Regions from separate parts of the Mus musculus genome. Here all the other regions are linked to region 1. A link is a contact called in public Hi-C and HiChIP or PLAC-seq data. All regions are on one chromosome and are shown on one strand. Each heading gives the region's core, a stretch centred on a gene start, on an enhancer-like site or on the middle of the called end of the contact. The rest is flanking DNA. Distances are from core to core; before and after follow the strand shown.

Evidence for each region. A called contact is a pair of places that touch in the nucleus more often than the background predicts. HiChIP or PLAC-seq counts read pairs in DNA pulled down with a chosen protein or histone mark.
Region 2: a contact with region 1 is called in an H3K4me3 HiChIP or PLAC-seq map of neural tube, with 5 times the contacts expected there. The contact joins the enhancer-like site here to the promoter of Qpct in region 1. A contact is called at or near these places in 7 of 39 promoter capture datasets (cranial neural crest, embryonic stem cells, frontonasal cranial neural crest and 4 more), 1 of 484 Hi-C or Micro-C datasets (bone marrow-derived macrophages), 8 of 115 datasets of contacts at active chromatin or transcription factors (embryonic basal ganglia, embryonic stem cells, hepatocytes and 1 more) and 4 of 9 other capture datasets (adipose tissue, embryonic stem cells, liver and 1 more).
Region 3: a contact with region 1 is called in a FOXA1 HiChIP or PLAC-seq map of pancreatic cancer cells. The contact joins the enhancer-like site here to the promoter of Qpct in region 1. A contact is called at or near these places in 1 of 39 promoter capture datasets (hippocampal neurons), 3 of 115 datasets of contacts at active chromatin or transcription factors (embryonic stem cells and pancreatic cancer cells) and 2 of 9 other capture datasets (embryonic stem cells and macrophages).
Region 4: a Hi-C map of bone marrow-derived macrophages shows a contact between it and region 1, with 13 read pairs. The contact joins the enhancer-like site here to the promoter of Qpct in region 1. A contact is called at or near these places in 10 of 39 promoter capture datasets (the HPC-7 cell line, cranial neural crest, embryonic stem cells and 7 more), 2 of 484 Hi-C or Micro-C datasets (bone marrow-derived macrophages and nephron progenitors), 12 of 115 datasets of contacts at active chromatin or transcription factors (embryonic basal ganglia, embryonic fibroblasts, embryonic stem cells and 1 more) and 4 of 9 other capture datasets (adipose tissue, embryonic stem cells, liver and 1 more).

Annotation. Positions count from the first base shown.
Region 1 is chr17:79,050,308-79,056,329 of GRCm38.p6, reverse strand. It overlaps Qpct (glutaminyl-peptide cyclotransferase (glutaminyl cyclase)), which reads right to left and starts at 4,424. Exons shown (of 7, transcript NM_027455.3): 1 at 3,942-4,424. The coding sequence starts at 4,064.
Region 2 is chr17:79,597,055-79,602,633 of GRCm38.p6, reverse strand. It overlaps a transcript of Rmdn2 not described here. Among named protein-coding and RNA genes, the nearest start is that of Rmdn2, 15 kb to the left of the region's middle. Within about 2 kb of position 4,258, at least 66 of the 459 cell types and tissues checked have an H3K27ac peak or open chromatin away from gene starts, as enhancers often do. A contact at or near this core is called in adipose tissue, bone marrow-derived macrophages, hepatocytes and 3 more, where this site is marked.
Region 3 is chr17:79,821,355-79,827,366 of GRCm38.p6, reverse strand. No RefSeq gene overlaps it. Among named protein-coding and RNA genes, the nearest start is that of Atl2, 72 kb to the left of the region's middle. Within about 2 kb of position 1,961, at least 74 of the 459 cell types and tissues checked have an H3K27ac peak or open chromatin away from gene starts, as enhancers often do. A contact at or near this core is called in pancreatic cancer cells, where this site is marked.
Region 4 is chr17:79,566,361-79,572,277 of GRCm38.p6, reverse strand. No RefSeq gene overlaps it. Among named protein-coding and RNA genes, the nearest start is that of Rmdn2, 46 kb to the left of the region's middle. Within about 2 kb of position 2,462, at least 1 of the 459 cell types and tissues checked has an H3K27ac peak or open chromatin away from gene starts, as enhancers often do. A contact at or near this core is called in bone marrow-derived macrophages, where this site is marked.

The sequences.
Region 1 (6,022 bases), core at 3,175-5,674:
TTTGCTACCTGCAAGTTCCACTCTGCCAGCAGTGACTGAAATGTGTGCAAGCCATGGTCAGCACAGACACAGCACGGAAAGGAACTGGAAACTGACCAAGATTCTGCCTTTCTGTCCAGTGCACACAGGCTCGCTTCTTAAAAATCAGGGCCGAGAGGGAAGTACAACAGAGAGACCCCAGCTCCTCATTGAACAGTTACGTCGAAGAAAAGTGCCCTAATGTGTAAAATGGGTGTCACTGTTTCTAAACCACAGGATAGTAGAGATTTCAAGATGACAGTTGGCTTTTTTCCTGCCCTAGAGGTCTTCACGAGCCTCTCTGTCCCTGCCTTGGAGTCGCCTCTTTCCACTCACAGGTGGCTGGGTGGCCGAGTGAGGTAGAGAGGGGGAAATCTTATGGACATTTGGAATAGCAAGTGGTTCAAAACCAGAGAAACGTGAAGTGTCGCAGATAACTGTTTACAGCTCTCCTGGGCCCTTCCGAGTCTTTGCCTCTCCACCTCTAATGCGACTTGAATTTTCCTCCTTCAACATTGTCACAGTAAGGGAAAATTCTTCCCGTCAAAATACATTATGTCTCAGCTTTATTGATAGAGATTTGCTAGCAACCTCAATGTTCAAGATGAAGAAATAAATCATCAACTGATGATAGTTTTGCAATCATCAAGTTATGTTTTCAGGGGATTTTACCGGCTTATGGTACGATTCATGACACTATTAATCATATTAAACTGCATGTGCAGTGCTGACTGCAAAATACTAATGTATGCTTATTTTTCAATAATTAACATGCATTGAGCCTTCAATGTAAGCTAGACACTGTGCTGTTTTACAAACTCATTCAGTCCCTATAACAAGCTGAAATTCAATCATCATTACTCATCTCTATAAATCTGTGTGTGTGCGTGTGTGTGTGTGTGTGTGTGTGTGTGTGTGTGTGTGTGTACATGGGAGCTGGCAATAAGAAGACCCAAAAAGATTAAAAGGAATTATCTGGAAAATGAGATTGTAGGTGGTGTCCTTTTTTTTTTCTTTTTTTTTTTTAGAATACATTGTTCTGTGTTTTTGAACCTTTCTAGAGTGAGTACATGCTACCTTCACAACTAGAACATGACAAGTGAAGCTGCACTGTTTAGCTCAGCGGAGCTAACATTCCTTTTCAAATGTAGGCAGCGTCTCGACAGCCAGCAGTTCTCATCTAAAGGAGAGCTGATTTAATGAGATTTAAAAGGGAAAGAAAAAACAAAACCACTAAACCAGAAATAAATAAATAAATACCACTAAACCAGAAATAAATAGATAGATAGATAGATAGATAGATAGATAGATAGATAGATAGATAGATAGATAGATCAGGGACAGTAACCAGATACAGATCAACTTTCAGCATAATGATAACTCGAAAACTGGAAGAGAGAGGCCAAGGAACTAGGAATCTGGGGGTGTGGGAAGAAATGATGCCCCCTAACATATAGATCCCACACATACATTCACACACACGCGCACACACACACACGCACACACGCACACACGCACACACTCCTGGGCTAGCTAGACACTCTTCCTCAGCCAGCCAGCATTTATCTACCTTTAAAAAAGGAGAAAATAAAGCAGAACTGGGAAGACCAGGGTTCCTGATTTCCACTTTATAAATGGCGATAAGCACACTCTTTCCCGGTACCGTGAGATTCACATGACGTGGTTCTATCTATCTGACAACTGGTACCTTCGTGTCAACACCCTTCCGCATACACACATACGTGGGCCCCGTCGGAGGTGTAGTCATTTGTTTCTATGAATGGTTTCTAGGCTTCGAATCACTGAAGCGTGGTTCTAACGACAGCCATAAACTAGGGTCGATGTGCTTTCACACAGCGGATGCTACTCCAAGAGACACGCCTCTATTTCTAAACAAGGCAATGGATTTCAGAACTGATGCTCTCGTTATCGTACTTCTCCTGTTGGCAGACCAGTATACCAAGACTGTGCCTTGTCTGATTAAAACAGTCAAATGTCATAAAAGGCAGGAAGGCACATTTGAGTATAGGCTGATTCATCTCCCAGGCTGTAAAGTGTAGCTGGCTGCCCAGAAGACTTTATGGAGACCTTTAAAACTAGGAAAGCAGGAGGAGCTATTAACTGAGAGACGTCATGGCTGACTGTCATCCACTCCTGCCATTTGAGAGTGTTTGTTTTCCCAGTAAAACAACTGTTAGAAGCTTCTTAAGACATTTCTCAAAAGTTAAATCTGAATTTAGTTTAAAACATTTTGAGAATACCACAAGAACACGGCTCTCGGAATCAACTGACCAGAACTCAAGTGGGTTCAGAGATCAGAGAGCCTGTAGGAGTCTGACCTGGGTCCTCCACATACATGTTACAGTTATGTAGCCTGGTGTTCTTGGGGGATTCCTAACAGTGGGAGCAGGAGCTGTCTCCGATTCTTTTGCCTGACTTTGGGACCCTCTTCCCATTACTGGGTTGCCTCATCCAGCCTTGATGTGAGAATGTGTGCCTGGTCCTAATGTAGGTTGTAACGTCCTGTTTGGTTAACATCCCTAGGAGGCCTGCTCTTTTCTGAGGAGAGGTGGAGGAGAGAGTGAATCCAGAAGGAAAGAGGGGAGCAGAGGGAGGGGAAATTGCAGTAGGGATTAATATATGAGAGACGAATCAATAAAAAGGAAATTTTCTCTTAAAGAAAAAGAATCACAGGATGTTCTCCCACCTAGAAACAACCCTGGCTGCTACACCTGCCCACAGACAGACCCCGAGTGGAGCTCAGCCCCTGACAATATTTCTCATCCATTAAAATACGTTTTAAAGACACATTTGGCCTTGTGCGACACTCTGGTTTTAAAGTCCCTTCTCGGTGCTTGACCTCCCAGGTACCCCAAAGCAGTGCAGGAGAGGATTCTACTCAACGGCTTGAGAAGTACTTCCCAGCCTCTGGGGGAAGCCGTTTGACTCATTCTGGAGAGACTGAAGTTGTACGGTGTTGACTTCCCACACCCACTCCAGACTCCCCGTGTAAATGGGGATCTGTTGTGAGTCCTGAAAAGAAGTTGGCTATGCTTGAGCTCACCTGAAGTGGGCCATTCATACACTAGTGCATGAAACTAGCTGGGAATGAGCATGTTGGACGTGCAGAAACGCTAAAAGCACTTAAAGTACTTGTTTAGTAATGTCGCGCGCAAGGTTCTATCCCTAGACTGATGCTTTTCCTAGTTTCTTTAAAGACATGCCATTTTATTCCCAAACCGTCATCGTTTGCACAGCTCGTAGCAATTTCATGATTTCAAAACTGTTGCACAAGAAAAGGAAGTAATTGTGAATCTATTTTCTTCACACAAAGCGACTTGGCAAATCATTTTTATTCTGAATTCCTTAAATGAGATTTCCACAACTGAATTCATTTATCTGAAAACAGCGTGCGTCTCTTTTAAATATTTAACAATATGCTGGCGCTGAGTCCACCAGGAAACTCAATCCCCATGTAGCATCCTTGAATGCTGTAGTTGGGCATCCATGGGGACACCCCTAGACGCGCGGTCTAGGCATCCAGGAGCAAGCGCGGGGAGCGCGGAGCTCGCGGGTCGCGATTGGGCAGTGGCGCCCCCATGTCCCTGTTCTTGCACAGCCAGCGAGACATACTTCCTGTGCCTATCAGCAGCACCACCACCCCCCATCAGAGCGCAGCCAAAGGGAGGCGGGTGACATCACTCAGCCCCCAGGCGACACTAGCGCAGCCCCGAGACCAGCCCTGGCGCCCAGACTTGGGAGAGAGAGCACTGGTTCCCAGGAGTTGGGTGAGGACTTGGTGCCTGAGCAGGGGGACAGCATCCCTGACCCGCCTCCCGCTAGTCCAAGAGAAGGTGGCCGAGTCCCAGGTCCTGGCACCCTCCAACGCCACTCAAGTTCAGAACGCAGCAGTGGCCCCTCACCTTCTCCTGCGTCCAGGCAGCGGAGACCAGACTCAGATTCCCAGCTGTCAGAGACAGGACGGTCGCCTGCAGTAGCAGCAGGTGGAGAGTGCCCACGACGAGCTTGTCTTCGCTGCCTGCCATCTCTGCAAGAGTGTGTGGGCGTGGATTCCCGGGGCCGCCAGCGGTCACGAGCCCGGGAACGCGCGCCGGTCGCCCTGCCTTCTCCCTTCTCCACCCCTGGATTGATTGTGTCTGCCTCCCAGTCGCCTCCTGTGGCCTCCCGCTGTGCAGCGCAAGCACAAACCAGCAGTCCTCTCCCAGAAGCCTGGAAGCCAGGGGACTGAGCTTCCCTGGGTGACAGGAGCTTTGGAATCCAAGGGACAAAGAAAACACTTCCTTATTTTAGAAAGGATGGAGGGAAAAAAGGAAGGGAGGGAGGGAGGGAGAGAGAGGGAGGAAAGAAGGAAGGAAGGAAGGAAGGAAGGAAGGAAGGAAGGAAGGAAGGAAGGAAGGAAGGAAGGAAGGAAGGAAGGAAGGAAGGAAGGACAAGGAAAAGCCTTCCTGTAGTCCATAGATACGAAAAGAGTTTACCAGGCCCTGGGGGCTATAAGTGGTTTTCTGCACCTATTCACCATGACACTCAGACAAAATCAATATTTGTGCAATGCTCTGTACAAGGCACCGTCCCAGGTTCTAGGTGGTCTGAGACCTAGAGGAAGGGGGCGCTGGACTGGAAGGTTCTGGGAAAAGTGTTCGCTCTAGAACAGTGGTTCTCAGCCTCCCTAATGCTCAGACCCTTTAATACAATTCCTCATGTTGTGGTGATCCTCAACCATACAATTATTTTCGTTGCTACTTCATAATTGCAGTTTTTACTACTGCTATGAATTGTAATGTGACTATCTGATATGCAGGCTATCTATCTGATCTGTGACCCCTGCGAGAGGGTTGTTAGATCCGCAGGTTGAGAACCGCCACTCTAGAAGCTACCATTTTTATCTTGTGTCCCTTTTCTCGAAAATAGTTATCTTTCCTTTAAGAGACAGCCCACTGTATGCCCAAACTGACAGGTAAGGTTGAAATAATTACTGAAATATGTGAGATTTAAAATATTACAGTTGTCCCAAAAGTAATTATTTCTTATGACTGTCTCTAAAAGGAAAAGCCCAAGTAAAATTTTAGGGAGTCCTCTTCTTCCACCAGCCTTTTCACTGGGCAGTCAACCAACCACAAATCAAAAGCAACGGGGTTTGTATCAGTGCTGTACACGAACATCCACACCCACACACCATATTCTTTAAAGAATGTAATACTTATTGCATGTCATCAAACATTATAAGCAAATTAGGAATGATTTAAAGTCTATGGGAAGATGTTCATTTTATATGTAAATTTATGGCATTTCTATATAAGGGATACAGTGCATGTCCTTGGATTATGATATGGAGAGGGTAATACTAAAAACCATCTCCTGCAGGCAACCCTAGGGGCTAGGTTTTTTGGTTTTTGGAGTTTTGTGGGGTTTTTTTTTGCATCATAAATCATTATTATCTAGATAATCCCATCTTACAAATAAAAACAAGCAAATAAGCTGACTAGATCTGGGTCTCATGTAAAGCACATGTGTATAGTCCTCAGGACTGCAGGAGAAGTGGGGGGTGGGGGGCAATCAGAGCTGACAGGGTAGTTCAGTGGTAGGGTACTTTAAACCTCGGTTTCAATTCTCAGCACTGCAGAAAAGAAAAACCGGGGAAAGGGTATATTTAGTTCATAGGTTTCTGGCCTAAATTGTGAAAGTGGTTTCTTCTTCCACAGTGAGGATATGAGTTTCTTCTGCCCCAAGTCAGCTCCCAGCTACACGGAATTCCTAGAAAAATCAGAACAAAGACAAAGACACACAGAATTATTTTCTAAAGACCAAAGTTAAGGGTTTTGAAATCTTTCAGAAACACAAACACACACACACACACACACACACACACACAGAGGCACACAGAGACACACACACAGACACACACACACCCCTTCCTAGGCTTGGCTACTAGGTGTTTTAATAAGAGCTGGAAACACACACACTGTCCTGCCCCCGTCTGGAGCTG
Region 2 (5,579 bases), core at 3,009-5,508, 550 kb before region 1:
ACAAAGGGAAAGTACTAGCTGAACGTGACATTTCACTGTTCTCGGTTTCTTGGCTACAGAGGTCATGTGACCAGTTGTCTCCTTACGTGCTTACCACCCTGACTCCCCTGCCACAATGGGCTGCAGCCTCAAACAGAGAGCTAAAATAAACCCTTTGCTTTAGGTCGCTGTTATCAAGACTTTTTTTTTTTTTTTTTTTTTTTTTTTTTAAATCACAACAACAAGAAAAATAAATGGAAAAATGAAATCATGCCCTGTCTGGGGACAGATCTGAAGCATGAAGCATCGATAGTTTTATGAACTAGTTCCATGATCACAGCTAATCCATGCTAATCCTTATTGTTTTCTATAAACAACTCAAAGAACGTCCAGTTCAAACAAGAATACTGTGCAGCCCCAAAGATCTGCTTCCCTTGCTAAGTGACTGAACTCCAATTCCTTAGCAGGCACAGCATTGTCCTAGCTGTGCTGTGTCCTACCTTCAGATAAGATTTAGTGAGAAAAAACAACTGAACAATTTCTGCCTCTTCTGTCAGCATGCAGCACAAAACATAATTCTCCACACTGCCCCGCCACAAATTAAATCCCATGTTGTGTTCATTCCGGTGTCTCTTCCAGGTATTATATTTAAAGCTGAAATTCCTGGGTTAAAGGGATAAGTGAACAAAGGGGAGAGCATTGCTTTCCAAGTACTGTGCAATTGAAAACTGCTCACCAACAGTTTTTCTGTTGGTGGCTAGCCTTTGGTTATGGCTATAAGGTACTTTGTTTGTTGTCATGATCACATTGGTTATAGTGATCTGGTCTCCTCCTCTTCCTTTCCTCGTCTTGGTTGTTTGTTTGTTTGAGATGGCCTCACTATGTAGCTCAGAATGACCTTGAACCCAAGACTCTTTTGCTCTAGCTTCCCAAGTGCAGGGTGCAGTGTTACACCATGCCTGGCTTGAACTAAGCACTTTAAAAAGCAATTCCATAAATAATCTTTTAGAATCTCCACAGGCAGCCTGGTTAATCCTCATAGCAATCCTGTAATGTAAATTATGCCACTTACATTTTAAATAATTAAAATGAAATTGGGGTTTGAACCCAGAGTCTTGCATGTGACAAGCAAGTACTCTGCCGACTGAGACATGTCCCCTAGCCACCATCTCCATTTTGGAGACTAACAACTCAAGTATTTAGAGAGATGCAGTTTGTGCAGTCATGTACGTGGCCAGACAATACTGGAGGTGATATTTGAACAATCTGGCTCCAGAGCCCTTGCTTGTAAACATTGCACCATAGTGTCTCATTACCATGTTAGAAATGTTCAAGATCTACATGAAAAAAAAAAAAAGATAAAAAACCCCACTCACAGGCATAAAAAAAGAGGCTGGACTAAATGAAAAGTCGCACTGTGTTCTTGCACTCAAAGAGTTACTATTTAAGAGATACTGTGTTTGCATACACGAATTCACAAGATTTCTACCCAAATCAGGTCTTTTTTGAGACTTGATTTTAATATTCAAGTAGAAGAATAAACATTCATGAGAAATCGGGAAAAGTCTGAATAATGACAGTAAGATCAATTACCTCTCCTGGTTATTCAATTTTACTATAAAATACTCTAACAGCACAGTGCCAGTGTGGGGAATCACAGAATTAATTAATGACAGAGACAAAACCCCAATAGAGACCCAGGTACACACAGCATTTAGTAACCAAGGAGAAACAGTCAGGAGACAGTGATGGTCTAATTGATTAACTTTATTAGAAAACCTATTGCCTGTTTATAGCCCCTAAGAATCCCAAATGAATAAAAAATTAACCATAAAACGTTATATCATCTATTTAGGGAAAATTTTTATTGTGTCTGGCTTTCCTCATCTAACAAAAATTTCAAGGTTAATCTTTCTCACAGCATATATTAGTTTCTTAGTACTTCTTTTTTTTTGCTGTAGATACAATAGATTTTGTTTCTTTATTTATTTCTACTTTTTTGAGTCACAAATAAAGCTACTACAAATTTCATTTTAATGTGAACGAACAGGTTTTTTTTTCTTGACAGTCTGTTTTTATTTTAAAACACTATTTAAAGGAAAAAATCATTAAGGTACAAATATTCGAAATGATTGTTATAGTTTGAATTTAAAGTTATTCCCTCAAGCCTATGTTCCTGGCTGGTAGCTGTTAGGATGCCGCAGAGCCTTTGAGAAGTGGGGCATAGCTGGCCGAGAAGGAGAGGCCTTTGATGACTCAGCTCCTGGCCCTTCCTTGCTCCCCCAGCTTCCTGGCTCATGCCACGTGAGCTGGTGTCCACCATATACTCCCACTGTCATGAACTCTGCTTGCCTTGCCTGCCGTGAAGGACTGAAATCCCTGTGAAACCATGAGCCAGAAAAAAACTTTCCTTCCAGAACATCTTACTATGAGATATTTGGTCACTATACTGGCTAGTTTGGCATCAGCCTGACTCAATCTAGAGTCATCAGCAAGGAGGGAATCTCAGTGGAGAAAATACCTCCATAGATTTGGCTGTAACAGAGACTGCCCCATCTGGGCATCTATTCCAATGCAGACACCAAATCCAGACACTATTACTGATACAGCTGTCTCCTGAGAGGCTCTGCCAGATCCTGACCAACACAGATGCGGATGCAAGCAGCCAACCATCAGGCTTGAGCACAGGGACCCCAGTGGAGGAGTTAGGGGAAGGACTGAAGGAGCTGAAGGGGCCTTATCTGGCATCAATGGGAGGGGAGGCCCTTGTTCCTGTGAAGGCTCGATGCCCCAGTGTAGAGGAATGCTAGGGCAGTGAGGTGAAAGTGGGTAGGTGGGTGGGGGGCATCCTCATAGAGCCAGGTTAAGGGGGATAGGATAGGGGTTTTGCAGAGGGAATGACCAGGAAAGGGAATAACATTTGAAATGTAAATAAATAAAATATTAATTTTTAAAAAGATCTGGCTGTAAGGCATTTTTAAAAAATTAATGAATAGTAGGGAGAGCCCCACCCACTGTGGGTGGTGCCATCCCTGGGCTGGTGGTCCTGAGTTCTATAAGAAAACAAGCTGAGCAAGCCATGCACCCCTCCATGGCCTCTGCATCAACTCCTGCCTCCAGGTTCCTTCTGTCTATGAATTTCTTTCCTTAATTCTTTTGATGGTGAGCTGTTATATAGAAGTGTGAGCAAAGTGAACCCTCTCCTCCCTAAGTTGCCTTTGGTCATGGTGTTTCATCACAGCCACAGTAATCCCAGGATAGTCACAGTGACTCAAAAACAAGTCACACATTGATGAGTATGCAAATTACCCTTATGAGATCATCACAGGATGTGTTGAAATGTCACATAGCACTCAACTAAACATGCAATGGATTAATTAAAAAAAAGATAGAATTCTCAAACGTTATATTATTGCTTTCCCCATCCAAAAATCCAACTGTTAAAATTTTTCCTCCCTGAGACAGCTTATGGCTCAGACCAGAAAAGAAAAAAAAAATGTGCAGAGAAGTGAAGCCAGAGCCTATAACTCTCTGAACAGTTGTCTGGACTTTAAGATGTGAAATATCTCGCCCTGATCCTCGGGGACACTCCCTTTTATTTAACTTTTCACGTCGTGCTTAACTCAGCTGTCTGAGGATTAATTTATCTTGTGGTAGGTGTCAGAAGACTAATTGTGTATTATTTCAAGTTTAATGAACTGAGAAGAAAAAAAAATGAGGTGGGTGGGGGGAAGTTAAGTTGAGCTGAGATTAAGCCTCTCAATGATTTATGTTTAATTAGTGTCACAACATAGGCATGTCCCCTGCCTCATGCTTTGCTACCTCTAGGGATGACAAGGAAATTCCTGCCTGCAGAGCATTCCAGACAAATCACACACTGTGCTGTTGTGAACCCTGACCTCAATGCCTGTGTTTGCTCTTCCCTGCCCGAGAGCTAGAACTTAACTTGGCATAAATTATTCTTTTCCTGAAAACTAAAATTTTTCTTTAACATCATATCGGACTTCAGAATGACGGGGCATCTTTTGACATCATAGAAATAGAATATTGATTTTCTTTTCTTTCACAACATTGTTTAGAACTTTATGACAATGACTAAGATAAATGTATCAATTGTATAGGAAGAAAAAGGAACACACTTGATGCATTGAGATTATTAAAATCCACCATATGAAAATACTATGAAATCTTCCACCAACTTGCCAAGAGAGATCTGGAACCTCTTTTCTTTTTGCCCATGGTAGTCCTCTGACTCACTGAAGGCTGGACTCTGTGACAGATGTGTCCAGTCTGCTCTTACCTCCCTCTTATCTTCCTGTCCCTGGACTTCCTCCTCTGCTGGTGATCCGCTGCATACTTGTCTCTTTCATTTGGCTCCCCGTATAAGGGAAGCTCCTGAGAACAAGCCCTCTGTCTCCTCAGTGTGTTCTCCACATGTATACTGAATATTGTGTGTAGTATTTGTGGAGTAATTAGTTGTTGAGTAAACTAACAAAGCAAAACAAAATCCCATGTAGTAGTAGAAATTGTTTTTTATTATCCCCGACTATGATTGAAGCTTTAATAAACCTTAAGTGTGATTCTTAACCCAGTGGCAATTTTTCCTCTTGCCCCTAAGAACATTTCACAATTTCTAGAGGTATATATATTTATCATAACAGAAGAGGTCTACTAATATGAGCAACTAGAGGTCAAGCATGTGGCTGAACAAATTCTGATGTCTAGGGAAGCCATTGTACAAGGCACGGACTACCTGGCTTAAAATGTTGATCATTGCCAATATCAATAAAACACATCCTAGCAGCTTAAAAGGAGACGAGGTAACATAACTGCTGAAGTTTATTTTAATCTCTTATTTTAAGTCATCCTCACATTTAGAGTCACAGTGTTATGGTTTGAATGTCTCCCAAATACTCATGGTTTGCATGCTTGGCACTCAGCTGGTGGCACACTTTCTAGGGTAGTGGACATCTTAGCAGATAGGATGTAGCGTGGTTCTCAGGGACGTGCCATCTTGGGGCACTCTCTCCCTGTGTCTGCCTCTAGTCCACCATCAAGTGAAGAAGATTCTACACACAGCCCTGCAACCATGATATTCTGTCTTACCATATACCCGGAATCAACAAAGCCAAGAACTGAGCAAACCAGTGAAACGATGGGCCATACAAATCCTCCCCATCTTAAACTGTTTTTAGTCAGGCATTTTCTTATGCTGGTGAGAAAGAGTTGGAAACCCATACCCATCCTACAGAATATCATTCGTATGACACGCTCTGATTTTTTTTTATGAAAAATTTTATATTGGATAATGTGATTCCTGGGACCTTCATGGAGTATAGGGATGAAGAGTGATGCACATGACTTAAACAAGTTTGTTTCAAATCTAATGACCTGTGATTGCCATCAAACACCTACCATGTGCTTACCACAGTACCTCAGAACTCTGAGGAAGACTATGATGTCTGCTGTTAACAATATACATACATACATACATACATACATACATACATACATACGTGTGTGTGTATTGTTAACAAGGAATCTTCCATCACATGTTCTTTCATAAGTTTGTTTTAACAGAACATCTTTTCTCCTACATC
Region 3 (6,012 bases), core at 712-3,211, 770 kb before region 1:
TTAGGGGAAGGGCTGAAGGAGCTGCAGGGGTTTGCAACCCCATAGGAAGAACAACAATATCAACAAACCCGATTCCCCAGAGCTCCCAGGTACTAAACCACCAACCAAAGAGTATCCATGGATGAGTCTGTGGTTCCAGCTACATATGTAGCAGAGGACTGCCATATCTGACATCAGAGGGGAGTTCCTTGGTCCCATGGAGGCATGTTTCTCCAGGGTAGGGGGATCCTAGAAGGGTGAGGCGGGAGTGGGTGGGTAAGGGCGCACCCTCTCAGAGGCAAAGGAGAGGGGGATGGGATGGGGGATTTTCAGAGGGAAGACCAGGAAGGGGGACAACATTTGTGATGTAAATAAATAAAAAAAGCAGTGAATAAAAAATTATAAAAACCACAAACTGGAAAAAAAAAAAAACCAGATCAACATACAAACTCCCCACAAGGATACGCACAGCCTATGTATGGGACTTTACACACCTAAGAAACAATGGCTTCTGATCTCCTGTTAGTCTATGCTCCAATGGCCCAGCAGAGGGAGCGACGGTGAGAGGTGTTGTTTGTCTTTCAGGGTTGTAGGGAACCATGGTGAAGCTCCCACGATGGTGGGCAATGCTCTATCCATCCATGGACTTCCATGCAGAGCCTGCCTAGCCTGGCAGAAGCAAGCTTCTGGCTCTCCACACAGCCTGCAGGAGAGCGATGCTTCTTCATAGGACAGAAGGATCTGTGTGCAGTCAAGGATGGTGGTCACGATGAATGGCATCAAGGGTCAAGGGGGCTCCCAGCCAGCAGATGTGCTATTGCAGCTTCAGCCCACCCACTCTTCCCTCATTACCTTGTAGTCACACAAAACAGAGCAACAGCTATTGAGGGAGGTAGACCATTTGATGAATTACGAGTTGGGGATAATAAAGAAAATACAAGTGACACCCCAAACCTGGAGGATGAGAGCTCCAGGGTTAAGTATTCAGAGCCTCTTCGGGAAAGGACATGTCAGGGAGGCAGCCGCTGATTCCCACCACTGATGCCCTAGCTTGTGGGGCTCACGGACCGCAAGGAATTGGCACTGAACTGGTGAGATGGAGCATGCTCGAACCTGGGATATCTCAAACTTGAGACCGGAAGGAGTGGGTTAATTCTCTCCCTGTCTCTATGCCTGCCTTGGAGTATGTACCCCAGAGACCCTCAACCAGGTTGTCACAGGCAGCGTACCCAGCAACTGGAATGCCTCTACATGCTATTGAGAGCTGCTTCATTAAAGATCATCGGAGAAAGCCTTCACTTAAAGAAGCCATCGTAACGAAGATTCTCGAAGGAGGTTCCCCTTCCTTCCAGCCCCACCCCCACTATCCCACTCCCAGGGTCCCCACCTCCATCCCAGTCCCAACTGGTCTGGGATCCCTCTTGTCCCAGACTTTACCCCCCTCCTGGCCTGGTGGTCAGTGGTGTCTGACGCCTGGAGGAAAGAGGCAGATTGCGCGAACCCACCCTCTTCAGGATTTCTCCCTGTCTTCTACAACCCTGTGTACCGGGCACCTGCCCACCGTGAAAGGAGAGGTGGAACCTTGTACCACAGCTGGCACTCAATGTGGTCCAACCAACTGACGCATACCACAGCTGGTGCCCACAGGATCCAACAGAACCTCCAGTTTGAGCAACAGATGCCTGGGAAACCTCAGGTTCAGGACATTGTCAACTGAGGTGAAGCTGTGATGTTGCCAGAGACTTGGCATCACATTGAGAGCCATGCAAGCCTATTATGCAGAGAAACGGCATCCTCTGCTCTTTCCACAGCTGAACCACCGATTCTGGACACTCCTTTGCTGGGAGGCAACAAAGACACATTCACAGGGGTTGGCTCTCTTCCTTGCATCTGCACCAGGGAAGCCAGTCACGCCAGGCTGGCCTGCTGGGACCAGCTGTCAAGTGTAGTCCAGTGCCCAGGTCTTTCCACTGCTTCTTCTCACAGATCTCTCCTCTGGGATGCCCACACATGTGACTTCTGGCAGCGCTCACTAATGACACCTCTGCTTGTGGTTTCTGCTTGGCCTCCGGGAAAGCTTTGTTTTGTTTGAGGACACTGAGCCAGGAAACAGAAATACTTTTTTTTTCTCTGTAAGCCACAGAGAGATCTTGTGATCAAGCCAACAGGAATGCCACAATAATATTCAATGGGGGTCTAGCAATCTGTTAGGTGCCATGCCAGCTCTTGGAGACACAAAGATGAGAAAGAATGGAAACTTCTTTTTGTTATGTACTTGGGCAAAGGGCACAGCCTCGAGTTTTGGTATCCGGAAACAATGTTGGAAAATCTGGGTTTGTCATCTGGCTCTGCCAGGAAATTACAGTCTGAATTTCCTTAGCCACTTAATTAGCAAAGAGTATAGATGGGTAATTGGAATATTTCTGTGCTCTCTGAAGACACTGGCCACTTGGTCTCCTGCTTTATTTAAATTATCATGTCATATTGGATATATGTAAAAATGTGAGAGTCACACAGTTAAGTGATGGCGTTCAGGAGCAATGGTAGCCCCTGTGAGCCTTCCCTCCAGCATACCACCAACATGATCATTTCAGCTGATGGCTTAATCTCCTTAGTCACCTCCCAGACAGCAGCCTTCTAAACTTTATTTATTGCCAATCCTTGGTATTAAAATAATTTAACATGAGCTTCTCCTAGCAGAATAGACTTACAGAAATCTTGTGCACATACAAAAGAGTGTCTCCAGGGTAGGATTGCTAGGCAACAAATATATGAATATTCAACTCACTTCTTCTGGTTGTATTTAAACTCCCACTAACACAGTCTGAAAATTCCAGTCCACTCACGAACATGCCAAGCCCTTGATGATATCATACTTTGTGATTTTTGCCAAACCAGTGGGTGAAAATGGTATTCATTGGTGTCTTAACTAGTATCTGATTGCTAATTAGCCTGAATATTACTTGTGCATAGACAACAATTCACGTTTCCTGCTTTGTGAGCCCTTTGAGGTGTCTTCCCTCCATATTTCTCTTTTGGATAGTTTGGCTTTGTACTTCATAACTTATTTGTTGGACTTAGAAGAGATTTTTCAAAAAGTAACTTCCATAAGCAGGTTATAGGTCTTACATATAGTGTAAATATCTTCTGGCTCGTGTTTTTCCTGATCACCCCCCACCCCACACACACACACACACATCGGGTCTATTGTTAAATGAGATTCTCAGGGGTAGAGATGTATCTCAGTTGTTAAAAGCATTTGCTGCTCTTACCCAGCACTCACCTGGCTATTCATAGTCAACTGTAACCCCAGTTTTGCTGCCCTCTTCTGACCACTGCATTTGCAAGCCGTGTAATTGGTGCACATACACATATGCAAGCAAACACATAATATTAAAATAAATAAATCCTTTAAAAAAATAACTCTTGATTTGAGCATAGCCCCTTCCCCAGTGATTAGCACTTGTGTCTCTTTAAGAACCTTTTATCAAAAAAAGGACCTTTTATTGTCTTGAGGTTCTTCTAGATAATCTTAAATAGTGTTATCATTTTGCCTCTTATACCTAAGTGCTAAGAGTTAAGGGGAAAGGATTTGAATTTCCTGTGTGGTGTAAAGCAGGGTTAATTTTGTCATAGACTTCGTCCATATAGTGACTAATGGCTCTGCAGCATTTCTTGGGGAATTCTTGCTTTGGAAGTCATCACAATGGTTCTCTGATGTCCTCACATGAATCTACCCCATCTCGTTCTTTATCTATGTCTCTGCCCATACAACAGCCACTTTCATTATGCCAATTTTATATATGCCTTGATTGTCTTTCTTTCTAGGAGTTACCTTATTTTGAAGTCTTTGCTTGTTGTGTAAATTTGAGACTCACTGGCCAAGCTCCTCAGTTATTCTGGTTGGCTTTGCATTGGAATTGAATACAGATTTGTGGGGAGAGAAGGGACACTTGTGAAATATTTCAGAAATATTCATATGTTGCATGGGCAGTCTCGAAGGGGCAGACATATGCATTTACACTGCTACTCCAAATGATGGATGCTTTTCTGCACTAAACCCTTGGTGAAGAGAGCATGTGTGAAGATTCTCAGTGAACTCAGATTATGATTCTGGCTTAAGAAGTCCCAAACTGTCTAGCCCGTGTTTTCCAGAACACGTGAGGTTGGAGATAATCACAGGGTGATCTTCGTTGACACCCAAGGGGTTGGGCCAGAATGATGATCAGTCTGCCTCCTATTCCGTCCAGCAGAAAAGGGCGACAACACTACGTTCTTCTCAAAGCAGTTTATTTAGGAACCTTTCAATATCATGCATGAATCTCTCTCCAGAAATCAATTTCTCCAGGAAAAAACAACAACAACACCCCCCCCCATCGCAATCCCTTATATAACCCCTCAACCACGCCCCATCAGCCCAGCCCACGTAACAGCAGTCCATTGGCCAGAATCATCACTCGTCATATGGTCCGATCTTGCATAATGGTGCACCTGCGCAGTTCTCATGATGGATGCGGCTTATTTTCAGGTGTATGAGGAAGTCAGGTGCAAGTCATAAGACTTGGCTGCAGTCCCAGGTGCCATCTTGGGACTGCTGCCACACCTGCTCCTCACAGACCTGTACAACCAAACCTTGTGCCCACCCATTCTCTCCCATGTATTCAGCCTTTTATATAAACACATGGAAACTCTTCTAGAGTTGTGTTTACCCAGACTCTGAAGTCTTACGTTTTCATTACTTAAGAAGTCTGTCCTGTTTTTTCAGATAGACCCACTTAGAATCAATTCAGGGTCTTGTGAAAACTACTTGTAACAGTGTGTCAAGCTCAATCTTTAATTGCTTTGCCTCTGGAATTTTATTCAGTCCTGGACACTGTCTTCTGGCCATACTTCAACACTCAATTATAGCATAACAACAGTAGTGTTATACACTATACAATTTACATTCTAAGCAGTCTCAGGGTTTGGCCTGAGTCTAAGGCTTAACTCTGCTTTATTGTGTAGGTGGCACTACAGCATCCGTTTAATCTCTCTAGCTATATGGTTCTTCATGTGTCACCCAGAGTGATGATTTCAAATTGCACACACTGCAAAGAAAGGGTCTTTTATGTTTGCGTTCAATATAAGATAAGAAGTAAGAAGTGCTAATTTCAGAATCTAGCATAGGGTAAGATAGCTTGCTTCGGAGATTTTTTTTTCCTCCCATAGGAGGAACATGTTAAAGTGGAGAGAATTTAGATATTTACAAAGGATGGGTGCTGGGAGACGAAGTTATGATCGAAAACTTAGACAGAAACTTAGAAAAAATGTATTGACACTGGCTCCAAAGGAACCCAAGGTATGATGTAAAACTAGATCAATTAAAGCAAATGTGGATAAAGAGATGGACAGCTAGAATGGGAGGGAGGAAGAACAGCCTGGGTCACACATTTGCTTCTTGGGGACTGAAATTGTGATGTTTGTAACTTTCCAGTTACAAGGGAAATAGTAATGTCAATGATGGAAAACTGCAGAGACCCACCCACATGGTCAATGAGGAAGGCAGGCAGAAGATGAAATGGCTGAGTGCTTTAAAAATGAAGTTTTGAATGGTATAAGACCAACCTTTGCCCCCCACACAAAATAGGAAGGCAAAGAGACAAGAGAGAACCCTGCTGTCCAGGGATGGTTTTAGGGAGGTTTGGGGTCTTTACTGTCAGGTTTCCTGAAGAAGGGACCCATGCCCTGTGTGGGGGAAAACCCTGGCAAGATTAACATCTGGGGAAGTTGCTCTGGCCTACATAGCTGCATTTTATCTCCCACATATTAGAATTTAGCTTTGGAAAAAGCTCTTACGCATGTTTCTCCCAACATTGTCCACTTTGTGGGACCTGTGTGCCTTTGGCAAATGCAGAGCATTTAGAGAAGCAACACAGCATTAGTGTCTACTGACCTCTGCTTTAAACACAACAAAGCAAAACACAAACTAGAAATGGCCCAGATCCCTCTGGAGTTATGGAATCCACCTCCCCTATGTGCCCTAAGAAAGCTCTG
Region 4 (5,917 bases), core at 1,213-3,712, 520 kb before region 1:
AACACACACACACACACACACACAGAGAGAGAGAGAGAGAGAGAGAGAGAGAGAGAGAGAGAGAGAGAGAGAGAGAGAACATACACACAAAGTCACAGACACAGACAAACACACACACACACACACACACACACACACACACACACACACAGATGCACATGCACATACGCACATACATACCTACACAATGCATGCCTGGGTTGAGTGGAGAAGAAGGACGCTTCCTGTCTAAGGATTTCCACCTCTTTATCTTCTTCCGATACTTCCTTTGGCTAAAGAGAAAATCTTTTCTCTCACATTTCTTACTTCCCAGAGAGGCATTTATTGGTAAGGTCTGAATTTTTCAGATGTTAAAGAAGGAGATCAAAGAATTCAGCCAGGGTGGGCAGTGGTGGTGGCTCATGCCTTTAATCCCAGCACTTGGGAGGCAGAGGCAGGTGGATTTCTGAGTTCAAGGCCAGTCTGGTCTACAGAGTGAGTTCCAGGACAGCCAGGGCTACACAGAGAAAAAACCCTGTCTCAGAAAAAAAAAAAAAAAGAAAAAAAAATCAACCAGTTTTCTCTATGAACAATGCCTGGTTTTCAAGCTTTGTGCTTTGATACCAAATCATATTTTGAGTCACCAATGTTGTTATTCAAATGTGATTTTTCATACTTTACATTCCTGCTATCAACAATATTAATCCTAGAGACAGACACATTTCAGGCCACCTAGGAAGAAGAGCATATACCCTAGAAAGAGAAAAGTACCCTGGGACTTGAGGGGCTCTTTCTTCACAGATCTTTGTCAGCTGACTTCCACAGAAGTTCCACAGTGCACTCCACAAACTGGGCTTTGCCTGCTACATGTTTGGATAGCAGTGGCTGCTCAGGTTGCAATGCTCTCCCAAGACTCTCTGTCTCGGTTGTCTGTCATGATCAGTCTTTCCCGACTAATACTCTAGCTTCAGAGGGTCTGGACTTTGCTCTTTAATCCCTCTCTGCCCTTTCCCACCAGAGACACCACAGGAAGTCTTTGGTTTCTAAATGGTCTGTAAGTGTAGCATTTCAAACCCAGAACTCATTTTTTTCCCTACAGAGAGAATATTATAAGTATGTGTTGGGTCTCCAGGTCAACCCACAAAGGCTCATTCAACTCCTAATACAGGTAATGTATTTTCCCTTTGCTCTTTAATATATCCTAGAGCAATAGAATGTCTGAGCAAAAATGGAATTTAGAACTTCATGCTATATACTGGTTTGTCAGTGTATTCTGTTACAAATGCCCACAGTCCATCTCTTTAGATATTAAGTAGGGTCCTGCAGTTCAGCCTGGAAATCCAGTTATATTTTCAAACAATATAAATCATATTGTCATAAATATAGAAATGGCCTTGCCACAGACAACTTTATTTTGGCTACTTTTCTTTACATGTTCTGAGGCACACTGTAAAACCAGACTGTTTGTCTATCATGTCTGTATGTCTATATGCACAGACATGGCCAGCACTTACATGTACCTTAAGTTGTAGGATCATGGAGCACCCTAAAGGAAACAAACAAACAAACTCTCAGATATGACAACTCACAATGAAAGGACTGCCTCTTGGTGTTTGTTGAGCCAAATGTACCTCTGTGATGGGGCACCCTGATGCTTTCTCCCTCTTTCTGAGAGAATTCTTGCCAGAACATGCCCCCCTCATGTCATCAGCTCCTTGCTCATTGGTCCACAGAGATTATTCTGAGCCTGTCCTTCTTGGTATCTAAGCTTTGCTGTTTTTCTATGGCAGTTCTTATTAGCTTATTTGGTAGATTCCTTGCTACCACTTGGGTACCCTCACTGACTCCAAAAGCCACAGTGGTGGGCTTTTCTCTCTTTTTCTTTGTTTTACCATTCATACCTAGAACACTTTCTACCTGGCACGTAGGAGTGTTAGGGCTGAGAAAGCAGTGCCTCTCGTTATGGTGTTTTGGCATGATGAGGATTATAAACTACTGAAGGACACTAGGAGGCCTTAGACTTAGAGGGACAGTCTCTATGACTCTCTCCTGCTCTACTGTCTCCAAATCCTCTCGCCTAAATCAAGTCACAGGAATTGGGGTTGTTGTCCTCTAAAGCAAGTCATAACATCTGGAAAGGTAATTTTCTTTCTCCTCTTCCTTGCAGACTCTGATTACCCAAGAGGAAAGGGTGCTTCATGCTAGGCCAAGAAGGATCAGGACAGACCTTTTTTGCTGGCTGCCTACTTGATATCAGTCTACTGGTGTCAGATTATATTCTGTTCTCCAATCAGATTTACACACAACTGACTCCAATACCTGGAGGAAGCAAAGAAGAAGAAGAAAAGGAGGAGGAGAAGGAAGAGGAGCAGAGAAGAAGAGGGGGAAGGAAAAGGAGGGGGAGGGGAGCAGGAGGAGTAGGAGGAGAAAGAGGAAGTGGGGAAAGAGGAAGAGGAGGAGGAAGAAAAAACATTTTTTCCTGAGTCCTTGAGTTTCATTATCAAAGCTTCCACCCCCCATATTTTATTAAATAGACATTTGGTGCTTCCTTTCTTTAAGCCTGTTTGCTGTTGGTACAGAAGTGTCAGCCATGACCCTTTATGATGAAGAAAGTCTCACACCTGTCTACCCTGTGATCACAAATCTCCATTGTCCATTTGATGGGACTTAGAATCACATGATACTAAAAGTCTGCCTGTGCCTACGAGGGAGCTTCTGGACTAGGTTAATTGAAGTGGGAAGACCGGCTCTAACTGAGGGCACCATCCTCCCATGGGCCTGGCTCTGAATGAATATGACGGAGAACAGGACATGAGGACCAATGTCCAGCTGTCTGTGTTTCCTGGCTGAAGATGCAATGTCACCAGCTGCCTCTGGCCCCTGCCTCTCTTCTCTGCCTTGATGAACTATTTTAGAGGATTCCCGGACTTATTCTTTTAATAACACAAGTAAGCAAACTTAGACCAAATCTGCAATATGGTTCACTTATCCAAGTACAAAGGTCAGAATTCATACTAACATGTAAAAAGCAAGTCTTCGTTGGAGGACCTGAGGTGAGCATGCCCTGGGATTTATGAGGTGGGTATTCTGAGTCCTGTTTTGTGATGTAACGTATGAGATGAGAATAACTGTGGAACCAGGTGAATAACTGGACCTACTCCCAGCCTTAGCTTAGCTACATCATCCTGGCATTGGCACCTGCCATCTTAGAGACTATCCATCTCTCAGATGGCTGAGAAGAAGGCTCCTGGCATAGTCTGGCATCTACCATCCTCCCAAGCAGACACCATATTACTCTAGAAGTTTTTGTTATGCTTGCTTTGGAAGTAAATTTTACCCATTGTTTAGTTAGCAAAACCACTTCCTAAGTATAATTGTTCAAGTCTTACAGATGTGAAGGCTGTGCCTAAGAGAAAATGTGTAGCTATTGAGCTGTTCCCTGAGTTTATTTTTATTTTAATTAATACTGCTTCCAAAGGTGGAGGTCTGCAACATTACATAATTACGAATGACTATATGACTATATGACTATACAGGTTGCTTAAGGATATAATACAAAATAAAACCATGACTAAGAATCTATATTTATTAATAAGTCCCAGATCATGAAATTGCTTTTCCCTTCCTAAACCCAGATATTCAATGACAAGTTGCTACTTCCTAATTTTAGTACTTGACAGTAGATGGCACTGCTGATTGTCAAAAGATACAAACATTTCCCTGTATATACCAATCTCTTCTTTTTTAGCCATTAAAAAAACCATCAGAACAAAACACACACACACACACACACACAAATGGTATAAAAGTAAATATTTTTATTCCAATGAGAGGTTAAAATTAAGCACATAATTGAGCTGGACATTTATGTGAGTTATGCATAGTTTATTTGAGATGCTAGGAGAAACCATAGTATGATCAGCGGCTCTCAATCTGTGGGTTGCAATCTCCTTGGCAAACCTTTATCTCCAAAAAATGTACATTATGATTTATAACAGTAACAAAATTACAGTTATGAAATACCAACAAAAAATTTTTTTTGGTTGAGTGTCACCACAATCTGAGGAGCTATAGAAGAGGGTCACAACATTGGGAAGGTTGAGAAGTGGGTACAAGTTCTCATTATCAAGAGTAAAAGTAAAATTTCATTACCAACACAAGCAATTTATTTCTGTACCATAACTTTAGGAAAAAAATGGATATTATCACAACTGAATTTAGTTGTCAAGAACAAACCAGAAAATAAAACGAAAGCACTCACCCATGGGCTCTGGAGTCTTCCAGATGGCATACAAGGATGCAGTGTGTAAAATAAGAACAAAACAAATACGTGACCTGAACTTTGGGTAAGTCACTCAGTGTTTCATGACAGGGGTCTCTCATCTGTAGACAGAACTGCTTATCTCTTGACCAATTTACATGACAATTGCAAGGATCAATTAATTGTAACATTGTAGCTTAAAATATTATATGTCATTGGTGGAACAGATCCTGTATTGGTTACTTTTCTAGTCACTGTGACAAAATGTCTGACAGAAGCAACTTAAGGAAGGAAAGACTTATTTCAGCGCATGATTTCAGTCCATCATGGCAGAGAATTATGGTGGACCCACTCACCGTACAGCTGGATGGAAAGTGCATCGCAGACCAGAACCAGAACCAGATATAATTGTAGGGTATAAGGTCTTAACCCATTTCCTCTTGAAAATTCTTAACAGAACTCCACCAATCCCTCAGCATAAAAGTCCTCTAATCCATGAGCACGAAAACCAACCAATCTCAGAGCACAAAAACGCGCTAATTCCCCTCATTGTGAAATCCCACCAATCCCTGGTCTTGCTCCGAGTACAGGACTTGAAACCTCACTAGTTCTCACTCTGCAAATCTCTACCCCGGGGAACTCCTCCCCGTCAAGCCCTATATAAACCTGACTCCTGCCCCATTCCCTGCTGCATCTATCTGCCCACAGCCCAGCAGAGGTAGCCACCTCGTGTCTTTCCCAATAAATCTCGTCTGTGAGGTTTGTTGTGTGGTGTGACTTGGTGGATATTTCTTGGCTCCAAGATGCCAGGGTACCTTCCTTCTCTGAGCTGTAATGTTTCCATCAGAGAAACCTTCCCTTTAGAACTATTACCTTCTCCTTCCTCTTAGAGCTATGACACCTTCATCAGAAAGCCCGCCCACCCCCCACCCCCTCCACCCCACTAGAGCTATAACATCTCCATAGAAGCTTTTGCTTTAGAGCCTTGTCACCTCTACCAGAAAAGCTTTTCCCCACAGAGCTGTAACACTTAAAATAACCTTCCAGGCTTGCCTCTAGTAAATGCCCGCTGCCAGCAAGGTCCAACAACCAACGTTTCCATAACGTCCCACAACAGCACCCACTAGCCAGGGGTGGAATCTTCTCTAGAGAATAGTTCATATTAAACCATAACAGACGCCACAAAGCATCTTAAAGCTCTCTGTGGGCTTTCAGGAAAGGCATAGCTAATGACTGTAGTTCTCCACTATTTCCTATTCAGAGTTAAGTCTTGTAATCTTTACCTCCCCCTTTCCCCCCCCACACACCCCAGCATCCCAGGGCCAGTCTTAGCTTCTCAGATCTCACCAGGTAGGACCTGTTACATGTTCCATTACTTGGTCAGGAGTTAAGGGACCTAGATTTCCTTGTTATTGAATGTTGCTTTGCCAGCTTTTTGCTTAGATCAGTGGTTCTCGACCTTCTTAATGCAATGATCCTTTAATACAGTTCCTCATACTATAGTGACCCCCAACTGTAAAATTATCTTTGTTGCTACTTCATAATTGTATTTTTTGCTGCTGTTATGAATTGTAACATAAATATATGCTATGCAGGATATGCAACCATGTGGAAGGGTCGTTTGATCCCCAAAGGGGTTGCAAATCACAGGTTGAAAACCACTGGCTTAGACAGATT